2 separate regions of the Sander lucioperca genome follow, and region 1 is linked to region 2. A link is a contact called in public Hi-C data. All regions are on one chromosome and are shown on one strand. Each heading gives the region's core, a stretch centred on a gene start, on an enhancer-like site or on the middle of the called end of the contact. The rest is flanking DNA. Distances are from core to core; before and after follow the strand shown.

What was found. A called contact is a pair of places that touch in the nucleus more often than the background predicts.
Region 1: a contact with region 2 is called in a Hi-C map of liver, with 4 times the contacts expected there. The contact joins the promoter of marcksa here to the promoter of tube1 in region 2. A contact is called at or near these places in 2 of 2 Hi-C or Micro-C datasets (liver and muscle).

What each region holds. Positions count from the first base shown.
Region 1 is chr19:26,984,180-26,986,890 of SLUC_FBN_1.2, forward strand. It overlaps marcksa (myristoylated alanine-rich protein kinase C substrate a), which reads left to right and starts at 1,353. Exons shown (of 2, transcript XM_031285675.2): 1 at 1,353-1,779. The coding sequence starts at 1,684.
Region 2 is chr19:26,675,500-26,678,346 of SLUC_FBN_1.2, forward strand. tube1 (tubulin epsilon chain) reads right to left here and starts at 1,380. Exons shown (of 13, transcript XM_031285634.2): 1 at 1,157-1,380; 2 at 820-893. The coding sequence starts at 1,181.

The sequences.
Region 1 (2,711 bases), core at 103-2,602, 310 kb after region 2:
ACACACACACACACACACACACACACACACACACACACACACACACACACACACAGTTAAGAAAGAGGTTTTGATCGTTTTTAATAGAAACTGAAGAGGTTTCCAATTACTATTATCATCTAAATGTAAGTGATACTTGTAAAAGTGCAGGCAGATGATGGAAAACATGCCCAGGTGGATGGTTAGAGGAGCGTTAGTACAAGGGATTGTGTCGTCATCAGGTAATCCAGGTACAACTGGTAAATACAATGCTCATTCTATTCGAGAATAAGAAAGCATTCAAATATATCGAAAAATCCTGATGAGTGCAGATTTTTTATTTCAAAATATGGCTTACGAAGCAGAAAATGTGTGGCCAAAACAAGTTCATGCTATAATCTCCAGTGCTGCATTCAAGGCCAATGAAATAAATTGTATATACAAGCTCCGACTGGGAGTGAGGATCATTTTGGCAACTTTCAGATGAATGACTTTGAAATGATCTAATGTAATGCTGCTATTTGATGTCAAACCACAAAATGCAAGATTTCACCACACAGGCCATTGGTGTTCCCTAATGTGAACAGCAACCTGCCGTGTTCTCACCACATTGGTTTCATTGGGTGTAGTCTCTCGACCTTCCTCCACAGCGCTGCGGAGGAAGGTCTGGCTAGTCCACACAGCATTCTGGGATGGGAGACAAACGTGCTCTGGTTTATTGGCATTTCTTTAAACCAATCAATCGTCTTGGGCGGCTTAGCGCCGGCCAGAGCCACGGTGCCTCTGCTAAATAGTCTCAGGAAAGAACTTGTTTTGGTGGAATCTGTACGTTCAAAAGTTGTTTTAGTCGTGCAAACATTTCTCTCTGAAATGTAGCGGAGTAGAAGCAGAAAGTGGCATGACTTTACGTAAGTAGTACTGGAGTAAATGTATGTAGTTACAGTCCACCACTGTACAAAACTACATATCAAATATTAATAATAAAAACAAACATATTTTGATTGATGTATTTTCATTTCAGAGCCCCTCAAGTCCTGGACAATGTGATAAAATATTGATTTCAGCTTGTGGTGCACAAGATCCATATCTTTGCTATACATCTCGTTGTATAGCTGTACTTGTGATAAGTTGTATTTCATATTTGATCATTGTGGTTGGGTATTTATTTCAATGCAAAACAAAATGAACACATGGTTTGGTAAGATGTCATTCCAGTGATTTTTTTTAATTTTTTTTTTAATGTATTATCCCAGCTTACCGTGAACGCAGCGCTACAATCTATTGTTCACTCCCTTTCCCAAACCCCGCCCACGCTCCGAGCGGCGCCCGTGATTGGCTGAATCCGAGTGCGGTGCCGTCATCGCTCGGAGCGCCCATTCATCTCTTCACTTGGGCGTTGGACTCCGCATCTTATTAGCAACAAGGGGAATTTCTCCATTTTGCAGCCTGTCTACACCGACACGGCCACCAATCTGGGATTTTATTACTTCTCCCTACCTGTCAGCTTTTTCCTGCTATTTGTTGAAAAAACCCCTCTCTAACTGGACTTTGCTTTTTCCCCCTGTGAACTTTTTTTTCCTCTGTGCATACAAAGGGAGACATCAGCGAAGAGCTTTGTGTTTCAACAAAGAGGCTTGTGAGTCTTTGTTCGGGTTTTTTTCTCTTGTGGAATCGGTTGAGTTTCTTTGTTGGAGCGAAAAAAGCATGGGAGCGCAACTGTCCAAGACAACTGGAAAGGCCGAAACTGCGGCGGAGAAGCCCGGAGAGGCTGCTGCTTCACCCACCAAGACCAACGGACAGGTAAATGATATTTTATCATCCAGCTCTTCCATCCATCCATCCATCCATCCGCCTGTCCGTCCGGGGGAGAATGTGGCCGCTCTGCCGGCGCAACCCGTGCGTAATTGTGGATAGATTGAATGGAGATCCGCGGTGCGAGTTGAAACTAAATGGAAACACTTTGTTTAAAAAAATAAAAAATAAATCTGATTCATTATAGTTCACGAGCAACAGTTGAGCATTTGATATATCCCCATTGTTTCATGTAAACTGTATGTTGAGCGGATGTTGAAAGAAACGAGCTTTTATTTTAGAAGAGGAAGCCACTTTGATTGGATTCTTTGTTGATAAAAGAAATTCACTTTTGTTGAATTGTAGGATTTGAATGAAATCGCGTGTTAAATGGCTGATTGGTAAAATGCACTCCAGAAAATGATATTCAGGATAATAATGGAACAGCTTCGGCTTTGAATGAAGTCGCCTCTCGATCGTAATTTGGAGGGGAAAGTTTCTGAATAAGACAAGATGCGCGACACCGACAAAAGGCTGTGTGTGCGCTTGGAGCGCCACTCCTTTTGTTCCAGATGCTCGAATAGAAAGTGGAGATGGCAGCCTGCTATCACTCCGGAGGGGAGCCAGCGGCTCGGAGCCAGCGGTGCCCCCGGAGAGAGAGACAGGCAGGCTGCCGCTGTTCTCCGTCGCTCCTTTTTTACAGTTAGGATTTTTGTTAAAGAATACGCAATTCAGAAACCCCGCTTTAGATGTTATACTTTCTTAGGAGATGTATCTGAACTGTGCTCTCCGTGATCTGCTGGACTAATGAGCATCTGCTGTTTTAATGAGCAGCTGCTTTACTGTTGCAGCGACCCGGCACCGACCCCTTGCGATCCGGTTGAGGCACTGCGACCACTCTCTCTCTCTCAGAATATGAATAGAATCCAGAACGTGTAGAC
Region 2 (2,847 bases), core at 130-2,629:
GGATGGGATGTGTGGGAGTGAATACAAGTAACAACTGAGGGGAGGGGGGGCTGGTGAGGATATGGATGGCATGCACATATAATCATATTACCCTATGATACAACTGTCCTACTAGTGAGTACCTTTTCCCAAGGTACACATTTTCTCTCACAATAACCCAAAAAAGCACAGGTGTAAGTAATTAAACTAATGGATGTTTGAGCCATTCCATTCAAAATCCTAGTCCCAGTTAAAAAGCACATCATCCATCATTATTGCTATTAACGCTACACCTGTGCTTTTCTTGTTATGCCATGTTAAAATGTCTCTTATTGGGGTCCTTCAGTCTTATCAAATACAATGCATGCAAATGTAAGAGGACAGTGTACCGTAACTGTCTGTAGGATTGTGTTTGGCTTAGTTAAGTGTACCTTTGCTTTAGTGTGTGTGTGTGTGTGTGTGTGTGTGTGTGTGTGTGTGTGTGTGTGTGTTGGGATGCTGCATGACACTGGCAGGACGGCATGCTGGGAGTGCCGAGCCGAGGCTTTCCCCTTCCATCATTAGCCTGCCACTCACTCACTCCTCCTCTTCCCCATCTTCCTGTCTATCCATTCAATCCCCCCCCCCCCTCTGCTCCACGCCCTCCTCTTTTGCCACTGTAATCTTTTTCTATCTCATAACTCCATGCAGACCTCCCTCTCTCTTTTTGTCTCTCTCTGTCTGTCTATTTTGGTGTTCCTCTTGATGAAGGGCACAGCACAGGGACTGTAAAGTGAATAATTATTTAATGATATGTGTATGTGTGTGTGTGTGTGTGTGTGTGTGTGTGTTAGCACTTACTTTATTGACGTGGGCATGTTCTCGCAAAGCAAGATCCCAAAACCTGCAGCCAACCTGGTTCCCACACTGACCAACTGAAGAACACGAATTCAAAGTGTAACGTTAGTTACAGTAACAACATAAGTAAGGGAAATGTTTCCACGAGTGGACCCTAATGTTATGTTAATTAAAAGTGTAACGTTAGTTACAGTAACAACATAGGTGAGGAAAATGTTTCCACGAGGGGACCCTAACGTTACCTACAACCCCTAGCTAGCAACACAGCAGGTGACAGCTAAGCTAACGCTAGCTAGCTAGCTACGTCTCTTTAACGAGATGCGCTGGAGTCTGAACTCACCTTGGACAACAACGGATTGTGTCATGGCCGCAGCAACACGCACACCCCTCTAGAAGGCGGATTTAAGTCATACGTAATGTTAACATTTGTCCATAACTCTCCACTGAAACTACTTTGTGTAAATAGTTTTAAACAATTCTTTCGTCTCGCGCCTCCCCTGTGTTTGGTCGAGTGCTAATGACGTATTACCATGGAAACGGCGTACACGTAACGTAGCTTCCGCATATTGTTTTGGGTTGATGTTGTGTGGCTCTAAAATAAAATTATAAACTTGACGTTATTTTTTACTATGAAGGAAATGATTTGGATAAATGCCATGTTTTCATTTTGAATACTTTTAATTTTATTTGGAAAATGTTATATCCATTAATGTAAATAGTCTGAAAGAAAACCGAATATTCACCGATATTAAAAACGACATTTTATTTTAAAACTTTAAAAGGACTGACAAATATAAGAAATCCGTCCGGACCCTAAACATCTAAAATGCCTTAAAACCTCTTCATTGTAAATGTTATACACCCATTTTTGTTCATGTTTATCGGTATATATTCACTGTGCTCATTGTGTTATTGTATCTTTACTTAAATAATAAAGTAAAATAAAAAAAAATTTTTTAAAAAACGTAGCTTCCGCATTTGTATCTATGGCTTTCGCACAACTTTACATCATCTCTCCAAATAAATATGAGACTGGTCATTAGTTTAATACAGAAAGCGTCTTCTGGAGAGAAGAGAAGAGAAGAGATATTTTCGTAGAATCAGTCAAATGTAGCCTATAGACCTTTTCAATGGAATTCCATTGCTAGGCAACAGCCTGGCCCCTTGTTAACTTCCTGTCAGTTGATGCCATTCACATACACTGCAACAGGAAATCAACTTGGGTCCATTTAGGACGTTTATGTTGACATCTGTGAAAGAAACACCACTCTATCTTCGACTGTATCACGATGGTTACCTAGACAACAATATGCCAAACAGTGAATGAATGAACGAGTGTAAATAATGTGTTGTGTGCCTGCTATTGATTTAATAAATTGTGACAGAAGAGATGCTTTAAATGATCATATTCCACGTTTCTTAACTTCTCGGCTGTTTGTTTTGGGTTTACAGGCTGTATGGAGTTTCCTCTCTATTTGGTTTAGAAATCCACTGTATATGCAGTAGAGGGCAGTGTTTAACTATATTTATTTCAAGTAGTTGTCTAACAACAGACAGACAGAAAAAAAACTAATAGAATGAGCATACATTTTATAACAGAAATAAAATGAACTACTACAATAACTAATTGTCAAGAAAGTAAGTAGGCTAAGCCAGTAAGTAACACTTTATTAATATACAGTAGGCCTTTTAAAAACACGCAGTTACAAAGTGCTTCACACACGCATGCTCAATAGCCTATATGAAAACATAAATAAGAATAAACATGAGTTACAAAATACAAATTTAAATTTAAAATACATCATAAAGAGGGTGCAGCCCTTTACACAAAGGCTAATGTATTAAGATTCACCTATATACATTATCCTAACATGGTAGTCAACAGATTCTTTTTCCCTGCCATTATAAGGTTTCGGTGCAGCACCTGAGCCAACTGAATGGAACTTAAAGACTTTTCTCAGATCTAATGATTTAGAACTTCTTTAGCTAGTTTTGTCTTTAAAGGTCCAGTGTGTAACGTGTTTAGTTGTT